3 separate regions of the Mus musculus genome follow, and regions 1 and 3 are each linked to region 2. The links are chromatin contacts, called in public Hi-C and HiChIP or PLAC-seq maps. All regions are on one chromosome and are shown on one strand. The core of a region is the stretch at or near the end of the contact, and the rest is flanking DNA. Distances in the headings are between cores, read along the strand shown.

The links. Hi-C and Micro-C count contacts between places; a contact is called where the count stands out from the background. HiChIP or PLAC-seq counts read pairs in DNA pulled down with a chosen protein or histone mark.
Region 1: a contact with region 2 is called in a Hi-C map of Th2 cells, with 5 times the contacts expected there. The contact joins two enhancer-like sites. A contact is called at or near these places in 1 of 484 Hi-C or Micro-C datasets (Th2 cells) and 1 of 115 datasets of contacts at active chromatin or transcription factors (embryonic stem cells).
Region 3: an H3K27ac HiChIP or PLAC-seq map of embryonic stem cells shows a contact between it and region 2, with 6 times the contacts expected there. The contact joins two enhancer-like sites. A contact is called at or near these places in 10 of 39 promoter capture datasets (the 3T3-L1 cell line, 3T3-L1-derived adipocytes, the C10 cell line and 6 more), 15 of 484 Hi-C or Micro-C datasets (B cells, the C10 cell line, the CH12 cell line and 10 more), 7 of 115 datasets of contacts at active chromatin or transcription factors (bone marrow-derived dendritic cells, embryonic basal ganglia, embryonic stem cells and 3 more) and 1 of 9 other capture datasets (embryonic stem cells).

What each region holds. Positions count from the first base shown.
Region 1 is chr17:88,477,280-88,481,823 of GRCm38.p6, reverse strand. It overlaps Foxn2 (forkhead box N2), which reads right to left. Exons shown (of 6, transcript NM_180974.5): 4 at 2,484-2,548. Among named protein-coding and RNA genes, the nearest start is that of Foxn2, 39 kb to the right of the region's middle. Within about 2 kb of position 2,628, at least 21 of the 459 cell types and tissues checked have an H3K27ac peak or open chromatin away from gene starts, as enhancers often do. A contact at or near this core is called in Th2 cells, where this site is marked.
Region 2 is chr17:88,110,919-88,115,875 of GRCm38.p6, reverse strand. No RefSeq gene overlaps it. Among named protein-coding and RNA genes, the nearest start is that of Gm4832, 12 kb to the left of the region's middle. Within about 2 kb of position 3,430, at least 139 of the 459 cell types and tissues checked have an H3K27ac peak or open chromatin away from gene starts, as enhancers often do. A contact at or near this core is called in the HPC-7 cell line, Th2 cells and embryonic stem cells, where this site is marked.
Region 3 is chr17:88,509,237-88,514,050 of GRCm38.p6, reverse strand. No RefSeq gene overlaps it. Among named protein-coding and RNA genes, the nearest start is that of Ppp1r21, 18 kb to the left of the region's middle. Within about 2 kb of position 3,025, at least 85 of the 459 cell types and tissues checked have an H3K27ac peak or open chromatin away from gene starts, as enhancers often do. A contact at or near this core is called in the HPC-7 cell line and embryonic stem cells, where this site is marked.

The DNA of each region.
Region 1 (4,544 bases), core at 1,379-3,878, 370 kb before region 2:
ACTATCTATCACCCACACTCCTCACCTAACTCGCTGTGGCTAGGGAAGGAACCCTCATCTGCCCAAGCAAGAAGAGCAAGGAAGGAGCCGCTGCTGGCAACCAAGGCTGTGTGCAGACTCTGGGTCTGGAGGATCACGCTCAACATTACCATAGACAGTAAGACACAACCCCAACACAGTTTTTGTGAATTCTAGGAAGTTCTTAGAATCTATTCTTGCTCTTGTTTCATTGCATTCAAATTTTGTTTCTTCCAGAGGAGACCCTTGTGGTTCCAGCCTGTTTTCCCACAGGAGCACAGGTCTGTTCCTCCGTAGGATGCTTGCAAGTGCCTCATCTCTGCTCATCTGACATGATGTGCTGTGGTGTGGAGCTTGCTAAAGCTCACAAGGCTTTGAGTCTTAGCACCTCCAGAAAGAAACAATACATCTCTGGATTTGTTTTTACAACACAAAAGAATTCCCTCAATATTGGTGTTGCTGGAGGAAAAAGTAGGATATACCCTGGAGATGCAGGCATAGATAAAGACTTTCTGATAAGGACAGTCACAAAGGAAGTAAGACCAACAACAGACAAATGGAGACTCTCCTAATCAGACAGCTTTCTGTGTAACAGCTAACGGCTGATTCTGAATGAGGAAGGGTGGAAGAGGACCTTTCCCAACTACACACAACAGAGAATCTGTTCCGAGTATATCCAAAGGAATTTTTTAAAAAAATTAAGTAGCAAACAACCAAATTAAAAAAAAACAAAAAAACAAAAAAACAAAAAAACAACTTGCCAAGGAAGGCTGGGAATGTAGTCTTGGTACAAAATTTGCCAGCACGAATGAAGCCCTGGGTTCACCCCCAGCACAACATAAAGCTGCTGCATGCCTGTTATGCCAATATTCTGGAGATGGGGGTAGAAGTTCAAGGTCATAGCAAGTTAAGAGGCCAACTGGGCTATATGAGACTGTTAGTTTTGTGTTTTTTAAAAAGCCTCTAAACGATGTCAGAGTGGCTCCCATCAAGAAAACAAGTGACAAGTGGTGATTGTGGAAAAGGGGTCACCATTATTCACTCCTGCAGCTACAATGAAGATCAGTGTGGAAAATTTCCAAAGACTAAAGGTAGAAATTTGTATGACCCAGCTAGAGCACTCAGGTCTCCATATCTTACTCTGAGATGCTCGTACATCTGTACGTTCATGACTCACACAGCAAAGCAGTGGCATTAGCTAGATGTCCACAGGCAGATGAAAGGATAACGAAACGTACACACACACAACAGACTTTTACTCGGCAGTCAACAGGAAACCGTGCAACCTGAGGAGAAGAGATGGAGGTGCAGAGTGAGGTAACCCTGGCCCACGAGGATAGAGAGAGCGTGTTCTCTCCAAGTGGAGCTCAGCCTCTGCGTGTCACATATGCGTACCTAGGTGAGCACTCAGACAGGTAGATGTGGGGACACTGGTAAGGGCCCCCTGAGAAGGGAGAGCGATAGAGACGGTAATAAAATAAACACGTGTGGGGTGGATGAGCAGGGTGTGGTGACACAGCCTGTAATCTCAGCCCTTAAGCAGCAGCATCTGATGGATCGCTGTGAGTTTGGGGCTAGCCTGTCTACCTAAGAGTTCTAGGCCAGCCAGGGTCACATAGACTGTCTTACAAACAAACAAACAACAATAAAAAACAACCAATCAACCAACAAAGACAAAAAAGAAAGTTAGAGCATTGGAGATGGAAGAGTTAGGTGGGGGCGGGACAATGGTGGACAGGAGGAGTTAGGGAAGATCAGCCAGAACCCATTAAATATCAAAATGCCATAAAAATTAAAGTGGTGGTGGTGGGTAATAGCCCCAAAATTCCTTTATAAGAAGCCAATTCACTAGTCCAAATTAAAGCCCTTTAGTCTAAACTTGTAAAAAATATTCTGAACGGGTTGGTGAGATGGCTCAGTGGTTAAGAGCCCTGACTGCTTTTCCTAAGGTCCTGAGTTTAAATCCCAGCAACCACATGGCTCACAACCATCTGTACAGCTACAGTGTACTCATATACATTAAATAAATAAATAAATCTTTAAAAAATATTCTGAACTATATCCTAATCTATGGGATGGTAAAATTCTTTAGCACAAGGTCACAAGTACTCCTGCAGCTATAGTAGATACTATGTCTCAAAATATTATTGTTCTCTTTCTTCTTCAACTTTTTCATAAATGTTGCATTATCATGGGCCACATAATATTAGGAAAAAGTAACTCCAATGAAAATATTACTAAGAAATTAAATGCCACATTCAAGGAAAAATATACATAAAACCAATGAAGAAGAGGATAAAATGCCTGTGCACTATGAGTTATTGGAGGAAAACATGCATTTACCACACCAAATGTCGGTAAAAGAGGACTTTTACTTTTTCTCCAGAAGTTTATTTCTTATTCTCCTACAACTCCTAGATCTCATTAACAATGCTCCGTGACCCAGCACGGCGGCTCGCACTTACCTTGGAGAGTTTGCACTTGGCTTTGCTTGAGAGCAGAGCTTAAGCAGTGAGGTGATAAAGCAGCACTGAAAACGGAAGAGAAGACACACTGCTTACTTGCTATCGTCTCATCTCCTACAGAGCAGAGCCTAGTCATAACCCACACACCCTGAAACCCGCACGCAGCATCTGCCTCGCTCCCTCTGCTAACGCACGAAGGCTAGAGAGTCTGCTCAGGGAGGAAGTGTGCAAAGGGCGACTCTCAAAATAATTATATGGTCACCGTTAGAACAAAGAAGTTTTCTCACATAGTATTTTTATATCAATTATAAATTGATGTGTTTTAAATGCCTTGAACAATGAATAAATAAAAATTTAGTTTTTATATCACATATTTAAATTTGGTATAACGCTAATAGGAGTGAAATTCCAAGAGATTTTTAGTATAAAAATGAAAACTTTTGGGGGGTTAGGGGATTCTCTTTGTGATTATAGAGAATAATCCTTTAAAGTGAAATTAATTCCTATTCAGTTTCTACATAAATGCCATCCTTTTTCCCATAGTTATAAATTATGGGAGGGTTACACAAAAACATCTCAGAAGGAAACAGCAAAACAGAATAAAAAGCTTTAAAATGTTTTAAAGCCAATAAGTAACAAACCCCATGCTGTTATGCAATCTCCTTTAAAAAAAAAAAGGCAAAAATCACTTTTGTATAATACTTAAAGTTTGTTTTTTCAAGTCTGAAAGGTTATTATTTTATATTAATTTGCATTAATGTATTTAATGAAATACATTATAATGATAAAGCTAAAGATTAACCAATGTAAATAAAGACATAGTGAGGGCTGGAGAGATGGCTCAGTGGTTAAGAACACCGACTGCTCTTCCAAAGGTCCTGAGTTCAAATCCCAGCAACCACATGGTGGCTCACAACCACCCATAATGAGATCTGACACCCTCTTCTGGTGCATCTGAAGACAGCTACAGTGTACTTAGATACAATAATAAATAAAAATCTTAAAAAATATATATTTAAAAAAAATAAAAAATAAAGACATAGTGAAACATATTTGTGATGTCTTACAAACAGTGCCAGTCTCCCACTTTATCTTTAATGAAGAGCATAGCTAAATAAATCAACTATTAACGATACTTCTTTTAGCTCCAAACTGCTAATCAGAATAGCACACAGGCACCAATGTTAACTAAAAAGAACAACTCAATTCCAAAGCCGTGATCTCTCTCTCTCTCTTTTTGGTGTTGGGTTGGTTTTTTTTTTTTTTTTTGAGACAGGGTTTCAACAAATAGACCAGGCTGGCCTTGAACTCACAGAGATCTGCCTCCCTTTGCCTCCTGAGTTCTGGGATTAAAGGTATGCAATACTACTCCTGGCTCCAACCACTTCCTTAAAACTCTTGTTTGATAAGGATACACATCCTCCTGGTTCCTTCTATGCTGCTGAGGTAATGTCCCAGAAGTGAGGCTGCTGACATTGCAACTTCACTCTCCTGGTTGTTTACAACATTCAACCATAACCTTTTGTTAACAATTCTCAAGAATTCAAATAAACTACAATAGGAAATTCTCAATTTGTTTCAGTGAGATTTCATTTTAGTTTTCTTCCTCTGTATGTATTTGAAAATTAATAACCTTTCAGACTTTTGAAAAAACAAACTAAGCACCAAAGACAACCAACCCTTAAATTTATCTTAATTAATAAAGGCATATTCCAACACGGACACTTCAGACATTGGGACTAAGACTTTACATCTCTGCCTATGACTTGGGACTCCTGTTTAATGTCTAACTGCTCTAAGGTAGCCTCTTGAGACCCACAGTCCCGAGGCCCCAACAAGGCCCAACCAACCACCCCCCAACCTCTGCCGCAGCCCACCATTGCTCCCTCATCAGGACCCACCACGCTTTTGCCCCAGTGAGGTCCCACTGCATCGAACCAACTGTAAGAAGAATGGCCACCCCCACTGTGTTACCAGGTTCTTTCCTGGGCGTAGGGCTGGCAGGAGCTGCTAGTGTAGGAGTCTCAGTCCTAGTAACTGAGGATAAAAATTACAAGGCTC
Region 2 (4,957 bases), core at 2,181-4,680:
CCAGGCGTGGTGGCGCACACCTTTAATCCCAGCACTCGGGAGGCAGAGGCAGGCAGATTTCTGAGTTCGAGGCCAGCTTGGTCTACAGAGTGAGTTCCAGGACAGCCAGGGTTACGCAGAGAAACCCTGTTTTGAAGGAAAAAAAAAAGAAAGAAAGAAAGGAAGGAAGGAAGGAAGGAAGGAAGGAAGGAAGGAAGGAAGGAAGGACAAATTGTGACTTAGGGTATGTCCTTGTACTGTGTGTGCATATGCATGTGTGTGTGTGTGTGTGTGTGTGTGTGTGTGTGTGTGTGTTTGTATTTTATAGACCTGCATTGTATAATTGCGTTCCTAGTTTTCATTTTTCCTCTAAAATTAAATCACAGTATTTATAGTGATTTGAATGAAAACGGTCCCCATAGACTCATAATACTTAGTCACCAGGGAGTGACACTGTTTGAGGATTAGGAGGTGTGGCCTTGTTGGAGGAGCTGTGTCACTGGGGTTGGGCTTTGAGTTTTCAGAAGCCCATGCCAGGCCCCGGGGTCTCTCTGCCTGCCTCCTGAGGGTCAGGGTGTAAGGCTTCCAGCCACCTTTCCAGCTTGCTGTTCAGTTTCCTTCCACGATGACCAGGGACCTTCTAAAACTCTAAGTAATCTCAATTAGATGCTTTATTTGATATGGGTTGCCTTGGTGCCTCTGCACAGCAATACAACAGTGACAAAGACAGTGTTAAATGGTATTAATGTTCTTATAGTGCTTACTGCTCAAGCATGAAGACCTGAATTTGAACCCACTTAAAAGCCAACTGTGATGACATCTATTTGTAACTCTAGCACTGGGAGAGTGGAGGCGGTGGATCCCTGGTCACAAGCTAGTCAGTCCAACCAGTGAATGAGCCTTAGGGTCAATGAGAAATCCTAGCTCAAAAACTAAGATGGAGACTAATAAAGGAATTCAACCCCTGGCCTTCACGTGCATGTACATACACGTGTGCACGTAAAACACAGATACATATACAACACAGAAACACCTGGGAAAGTCAACTCACAAAAGAGCAAGGTTTGTTTGGCTAACGGTTTTGGAGTTTTGGATTGGTGGCCAGTTGGCCATGTTGCTTTTGATCCTGTGATAGAGCAGTACATCATGTCAGGGGAGCATATCTCAAAGTAAGCTGCTGATGGCATGACCAGGACTCAAGGAGGAAAAAGAGGGCAGGGTCAGGCAATTCTCTGTGAGGAAATAGCCCCAACACCCAAAACTGTGCACTTAGCACTTCGGGCTTCACACACACACACACACACACACACACACACACACACACACACACACGAGCTGTAGCGGTCTTCTGTGTTAGGAAGTAAAATGTATGTTACCACTTCTCTGTTATAGATGCTTAACCCACAAGCTATTGTCATGATAGCCCTAGTATAAATATATTTAAATATAAATCTACGTGAGTATCTGTTGAGTATCTATAATTCTCCCTTAAGCATGGACAACCACAACTTACAGGGCAACCTTAGCCATCCTGGAACTCTTGTATTTTGTAGACCAGGCTGGCCTCAAACTTGGATTCCTCTGCCTCTGCCTCCTGAGTGCTGAGAGTAAAAGGTGTGTACCCAATTGGCGTTTGGAAATCTTGATACATATTTCCATTTGCTAAACACAGTTTTCAGAACAGGTGATTTATAATATTACAAACGTGAAAAATAATATTTTTTAACTTTTAAAAATGTCTTATAAATGGGGTTGGAATGAACGAACTCTTTCTTTTCCCTAAATTTCAGCGCTAGGAGTAGAACCCAGGGCCGTGGCCACACTAGGTCGGCGCTCTAGCATGGCGTTACCCAGTATCCTCACCACTAAGTCCTTTTTATAACAGTCCCTCATGCGTTAGATGCGGCTGTGGGTTGTTCCGTGTGAAGATGTCATGGCTCACTCACCCCATGGTGAGCACTTGGGTGGTTTCCCATTAGTATTTTCCCTATAAAGTATCTTTTGGGAAATAAATGCCCACTACTTCTGAGAGTTTCTTAGAAGTGGAATGATTGGGCCCCACATGTTTAGCTTTCATAGATATTGTCAACTGTCCAAAGTGACTTTAACAGTTTCTGCATCTGCAAGGTGTGGAAGTTGCAGTGGCTCTGTGTCAACACTTGGTGCTCTCAGACCTTAAGATTCTAGCTATTCTGGTGACAGGCATATTCTCTGTGCTTGCACGGACCCGTTATTTAGTCCTCCCTTTGTGGTTTTGATATGACTCTCCCCATCTGCTCAGGTCTGCTTATTTTCATACCCACTACGTTGAACGGTATGGAAATATCTCCGTCCACTCTGCAAGTTCCTCTTTTTCACTCTCATAACAGTATTGCTGCATTAACAGAAGTTTTAAGACCTTTAGTGCCGTCACAAATGGCTGGTACTTTTTATAAGACCTGCTGACGTCATCTCTGCCCACTCCAAGCATGTACAGATGCTCCTCTGGGGCCCTTTTCTCTAGTACTTTGTGGTTTACTCTTCTACAATTAGACGTATGTGATCCAGTCAGGCAGAGAGGGGCTCAGATACCTTGTATATTAAACAAATAATGATCTGCCCAGCGCCTCACAATGGCAAGACATCTTTTACAGAATTCCAGACGCACAGCGCCACACCAGGCTTGTGCGCTTGCACAGTGAAATAGTAGCATCTATTTTTTTTTTCCTGATTGCTATGTGCCAGTTCCTCATTGGCAAGCATTTTAACCTTTTATTCATGTTATAAGTACTTTCCCATGTATCATCTGACTTGGACTTATTTATAGTTTCTCTTGCTGTAGAGAAGTATTACATTTTTATGAAATGAAGTGTATTCATGATTTTGCTTACTAACCTTACTCCTATTATTTTTATACCTAGGAAATCTTTTCCTAATCCCCATGAAGTTTAAATATAATGGGAATATTCACAATGTAGATGATATGTAACCACATGAATGTAAATATTATTTCCTATAATATATCCAAAACCCTTCATTTTCTAGAATAAAGGAATTGAAATTCAAGCCTAAAGGTGGAGAGAATATGTCTGAATTTTAAATTGCAACTTCTGGCAAAGTGTTGGCTGTCTTCCTTAAATCCCACCAGCACAGCTCTTTTATCTCAGGTAGAAAAGAATGTTCCCACCTGTAGCTATGGAGCAAAAATGGCTGTGGTGACTTATAGGGGACCTCAGACCCACAGTCATGCCAAGAAAACAAGCAGAACGTAATGACAGCTAATTCAGGGTAATGAGGACAGAGCTAAGGACTTTCTTTGATGGGAGCAAGGGTAGGAGGTCAGCGGAAGTCCCATCCCCCACTTCTACCCTGCCCCGGAACTCTGTGTGGGGGAAGGTGGGTAGAATACACCCTGGAAAGCCCATTTTGGGTGAAACTTGGTGACAAAGCTTTCTGTGTTGCCACACCTGCTGGGGTGGAACTTCCTACTGAGTCACCCGTGCACCCACGAGTAACTCATACTCTCGTATGTGACCCCAGTAAGTTCATGGGTTCACCAGCCGGGGGGGTGAGTGGAATAGCTTGTTTATGCCTGTCACTGTTGTATCTGGGCTGAACAAATGTTTCTTGATATCTCTCCAGAAAAAGTCATGTAATTCACTTTATGGGATTTGTCTGGACAGAGGATTGTCCCAGCCAATGCAGTGGCTTTCTTGTGTCCAGTTTTCCAAGTCTCTGGTTTCAATGACTAGAGCTGAAACTGCCAGCCAGTGGACCTTCGTGCTGCACAAGTTACCAGCGTAGAAGTCACCAGAGTAGTCAAGTACCTGCCAGACAGCAGCTTTCAGCAGCTGTGGCTCATGGGGCTGCCTGGGAACTACCAGTCAAATTAGGTGGTTTTACTGCGCCTGCTCAACACGGTAGTGATCTCATCTCACAGAGTTCTTGCTCACTGCTCTGGAAGCACAGTGAAAAGACCCATAACTTGGCTATTTAAGGTGGGTTTGGTGTTTTGTTTGATTTTGGGTTTTTTTGTTTGTTTTTGTTTTGTTGAGACAGTGTTTCCTTTTTTGTGTAGCCCTGGCTGTCCTGGTAGTTACTCTGTAGACCAGGCTGTCTTTGAACTCCCAGAGATCTGCCTGCCTCTGCCTCCCACCTGCTGGGATTACAGACATGTGCCACCACTGCCCAGCTTGTGATTGTTATAAAAGCAACGCTTTAAGTGACTCTAGAGAGAGGTAGGATAGAAGCCTTGGTGGGGTTGGAAATGTGGTTTTCATTCGGGCTTAATTTTGATCCTGTGCTTGGGTTTTGTTTTTTGGTTTTTTTTTTTTTTTTTTTTTTTCCTTTGCAGGAGAAATAAAGGAAAGGCATAAGCCCCTCTTGGCACAACGTCTGTTGTGTTTAGTTCATGGCCAAAGACAGTTTTATGGGAAAGTCTGCTGTGCGCCAGCAAAGCATTTTCTTTTCCTCCATCCATAGTTTTAAAAACAAAAACATTTAACTAAAATAAAATCTCCCACCTCCCCATGAAAAGAAGGGGGTGGGGGAGAGAAGGAAATCGCAGCAACGTGCTCTAATGCGAAACGTTTCAGATTTTAGTCTTTCCAAAACAAATAACGCAGAGGATTGATCACAGCTATGGGACACTTAAACCTCAGCTTTCTGCTGGTTGATGTCCCGTCCTGCTCTCTTTGGTGGACAGCCAAGAGGACGAACACTGGAAAGGCTGAGAGATGAGCATCTCCTTTGGCTCTCCCAGATGGCTCTCGAAATGCCTAGGGTTTTTGTCTTGTTTTGTTTTGTTTTCTAAAATAAGTCAATTTAGATGGAAGCATATTTTTTTCCTCTCCTTTTCTTAAAAGTATGTTAAATCAGAGGCTGAAGAGAGAGCTCAGCAGTTAACAATGCTTGTTGTTCTTGCAGAGGACCCAGGTTCAGTTCCCAGCACCCAAGGGTGACTTGTAACCATGTGTAACTACAGTTCCAGAGGCGCCAA
Region 3 (4,814 bases), core at 1,776-4,275, 400 kb before region 2:
CATCCCAACTAGGATGTAGAACTCTCAGCTACCTCACCAGCACCATGTTGACCACACGCCACCATGCTTCCCACCATGACGATAATGGACTAAATCTCTGAACTGGAAGCCAGCCCCACGTAAATGTTTTCCTCTAGAAGAGCTGCTGTTGTTTCTTCACAGCAATAGAACACTGGCTAAGACAGCACTGAAGGGCTTGTGGTATGGGGAAGAACTATACAACAGCACACCTCTGGTGCTGTCACCAAAGGATTTCTCCTGGGCTTCAGATCTACAGTTCACAGGAAACCCAGGGTTAGAAGGACACCATAAAGAGGTTGTTCTGTAGAGGAGTAAACTACTACACATCTGCAGTAGAGGAAGAACAAGAAGTGTCTCAGGTGAGGAAGAGTATAGGGTTTTCTTACAGCGTTACAGATACTGTGACCAGTTATCTGAGAGGAGCAGGAAGACCAAGAGAAGTGAGAACACAAAAAGATACAAAAGCACTCAGATGCTTTGTTACAATAAAACAAGATGTAGCCGGGCAGTGGTGGCGCACGCTTTTAATCCCAGCACTTGGGAGGCAGAGGCAGGCAGATTTCTGAGTTCAAGGCCAGCCTGGTCTACAAAGTGAGTTCCAGGAAAGCCAGGGCTATACAGAGAAACCCTGTCTTGAAAAACAAAACAAAAAAACAAGATGTACACACAGATTTGCATGCACATACACATAGACACACACAAACACATGTGAACACACACACACATGCACACAAAGACAGACACATGAAAAGACAGAGCATTTTGATTTATAGCAGTTCCACCTGGAAGCAGTCTAACTGCCAAGCAGTGGATATCTATGGATAGGATACAATGTAGCCACAGAAAAGAATGAACCACGGTGTGGGGGAAACTCAAAGCATCATGTAGAGTATGAAAAGCAGCACACAGCATTCTGCAATGACCTTCTTAATATGGGATTTAGAGCAGGCAAGACACCCAGCAAAAGAACCAAGAACAGTGTTCACTGAGTGTCATAGGGGCCACTCTGTGCGGTCATGGACATGTTCTTTAGCCTGGGAAGAAAGAGGATCAGTTGCAGCACACTTGTCAAAATTCATCCAACCGTGTGTGGAACGACTACGCGTTTGTTTATAAAAATGTATAGCAATTATTTATCTATGTGTCTATGTGTGGGGATAAGCATGTGTGTGTCCTATAGGCACTCATGTGGAGGTCAGAGGACATCTTGCCCGAGTTTGTTCTCTCCTCCCACCATGTGGCCCTCCGGTGATGGAACTCAGGTTAGCAGGCTTGGCAGCAAGTGGCTTTACCTGCTGAGCTAGCCTGCAAACCCTAGCTGGGTGTTTCAGTGTATGTAGGGGAGTGTTATTTGAGGGAGGGAAGGATGGGTGAAAGAGAAAAGGAGAGAGAGAGAGAGAGAGAGAGAGAGAGAGAGAGAGAGAGAGAGAGAGAGAGGCAGGGCACAGAACTAAGAGACAGAGCAACACAGTGCTGTGTGGACTTCTGGGACCCACAAACAATTGAGAAACATTTTGAAGAAAATCCCAAGGTGAGCAGAGTGCAACCCCAGTAGACCACTCTAGTGTATACTAGATGTGGCGAAGTGTGCTAGAAAAGCCCCTCCATTCCAACAACGTATCCCACAGCCTTAAGGTAAAGCAACATAATACTCACATGGGTTACATTTGTGCAGGGAAGAAGGAAACGGGAGTAAGGGGAGTGGCAAAAACTGGGGTGTGCCAAACTCCATGTTCTGACACACGGGCCTAATAGTTATTTTCACTTTTCTCTAGTGTCTATTCTAAAAATTTCACAGCCAAAAAAAAAAAAAAGTCTTCGGAATACAGGAGACTCAGTCGCAGTAATGTCGATCAGACTAGAGACCCCTTCTCTGCTTCGGCTTTGGGCAGATTGTTCACTTTTATTATTAAAATCCACACACCTGGTGGGTTATATTTCATTTTTTTGTTGGTCGGTTTTGAGTCCCAGGCTGGTCTAGAATTTGCTGTAAAAGCCAAGATTAGCCTTGACGACTCCTCACTCCATGGTCCAAGAGCTGGATGGGATGGCAGGCATGAACCACCGGTCCACCCACTAACCACTCAATGCCCCAGCCCAGCCAACAGATATTTATTAAGAAATAACCACAAGCCGGGCGTGGTGGCACACGCCTTTAATCCCAGAACTCGGGAGGCAGAGGCAGGCAGATTTCTGAGTTCGAGGCCAGCCTGGTCTACAAAGTGAGTTCCAGGACAGCCAGGAGTATACAGAGAAACCCTGTCTCGAAAAACCAAAAAAAAAAAGAAAGAAAGAAAGAAAGAAAGAAAGAAAGAAGGAAGGAAGGAAGGAAGGAAGGAAGGAAAGAAAGAAAGAAAGAAAGAAAGAAAGAAAGAAAGAAAGAAAGAAAGAAAGAAAGAAAGAAAGAAAGAAAGAAAGAAAGAAAGAAAGAAAACCACAAACGTCCCACAAACCTATCGCCCCTCTTCCCTATTTTCAAGGTCTCCGTTCCATTGGCTTTCTCAAGCTGTTTTCTGCCTGGTATAACCTCATTTTGCCACCAGGGAGCGCGCCATCACCAAATTTGCAGCCACTTGAGGTGACAGTCCTGAAACTGGTTACCAATCTGAGGCACGCCCATGACCACTGGTAGCAATTGTTTAGGCACGTCTCTCTAGTGACTTCATCTTTTTCAGGAAACAATTAGCCTGTTTGAACAGAACAGGTTAGGCAAATTCTTAACTGGAAAATCAGTAAGTCCTTTTGCAGGGCGTGTTGGGACACTTTGCACTCTTTCAGCTGAGTTAGGGTGTGGACCCTTTGTCCTCACGTGATGGCTGGGCAAGGAGGCAAATAGCCCTCTTATGCAGGCACAACCCTTCCTTTGTCCTGGGCGGCCTGGGCAGCGTTGGGGGCGGGGAGCACCTGTGGCTGGGATGAACAGACCCAAAGCAGTAAGGGGTCACAGACCAGACGCTGCAGCCCCCTCGGCCTTTTCTTCCTGGAACCCAGCGAGTTCCGGGCCACCTTCAGAAACACAAGCAAGGCTTTTAGACTAGGACAAGGGGCTGGAGGAGAGGGTGAGAGTTGAAGCACCCTTCTCAATGCGATTTGCCTGGGCTATTTCCAACCTGTTCAAGAAAGCCCTTGGAAATACGGGGTGCTGAAGGCCTGTCTCAGTCTGACCGCTGTCCCCCAGATCCGTACAATTCAGTCAGTGTGGATTCTAACCCCTTGCCCGCACCCCCACTCCACCGACGGCTGCCCGGTTTTCTCTATGAAGCAGCTACATCCAACGCTCTCTCCCAAACCCTGTGAGTTCAGGTTAAGGGTGCTTTGCGGACTCCCAGCAATTCTGTCTAAGCTTTAACTACAGTCATACATCCCCACACTTCTGACTCTCACTAAACTCTAAGGGACATAACGACTTGTTTGCTTTTTTGATACACACTCATTTGCCCAGCTAGCCTGGATCTCTAAGAAAATCTAAGGGTGACTTATAACTCCGGCCTCCCTGAGTGCTGGGATCATTATGCCAGGCAAGCACTGAACCCCCATAAAGCCATTTGAAAATTAAAAATATCCTCCACGTCTGTCATTTTCTCCCCTGAGACTGTGCAAACAGACCCCAAGGATCGCAGCGCTGGGATGTAAGAAAGTATTTGAGAACAAGAAACCTTCTGAAAGCCCCTCATCACTGAGGCACTGCCTCTGTGTACAAAACAGGCCTGGGGAGCAAGGGAGAGGAAGGCTTCGCAAAGACAGGAATGACAGCTGATGAGAGAGATTGGGAGGAGCACGACAAAGGATACTTTTTTTTTTTTCCCCTTTCTGGTGCTTTCTGTAGTCACGCCTTCAATCCCAGCACTGGGGAGGCAGAGACAGGTGGCTCTCTGTGAGTTCCAAGACAGCCTTGTTTACTTAGGGGGTGGGTTCTAGGTTAGCCCTATCCAGAAAGAGAGGAGAGAGAGGGAGGGAAGGAGAGAGAGAGAGAGAGAGAGAGAGAGAGAGAGAGAGAGAGAGAGAGAGAGAGAATATACCTGTCATGTTCAAAGCTGAGACTACAGAAGACCACCATCTTTTGTCCCACATTCTCCAAATCTCCTGATCCCTGCCCACTCCGGGCCATCCAAACGGTGCTATCACGAGGACTGTGATAATTAAATTCTGGCTGTCGGGCTGACGAGATGGCTCAGTGGGTAAGAGTACCCGACTGCTCTTCCAAAAGGTCTGGAGTTCAAATCCCAGCAACCACATGGTGGCTCACAACCATCCATAACGAAATCTGACGCCCTCTTCTGGGGTGTCTGAAGACAGCTACAGTGTACTTACATATAATAAATAAATAAATCTTTAAAAAATATATAATATAAAAAAAATTCTGGCTGTCATGTGCACTGGGCACTGAGGTAGGTACTGAAGAATTCATATACAGCCACAGTCGGGGCTGGGTAGTGAGTGAGACGCTCCCGTGGTGGAGAGAAGTGTAGAGCTTGGCAAGATTACAAAGGAGATGGGAACTGATCTGGTCCCCCAGTCAGTGGGTACATGAGTGGCTTACCGAGGGACACTGGGTTGAGCTATGGGACACAGCTGTACAGAGGACAGTCAAATACTTGACCTCCTGGAGGGGCATTCTAGTGATGCATGCTACACTAAGTCAGAATTTTGTTGGCAGTAGAAAGGGGAAGAGGTCAGGGGAGTTGGAGAGGGAGAAGTGACTCTTGAATGGTGACTCACAGATGAGAGGTGTAGGCGCCTGGGGGCGGGGCCCTGGGCATTGGGAGCAGAGGGTGTGCAGCACATTTGGGGAA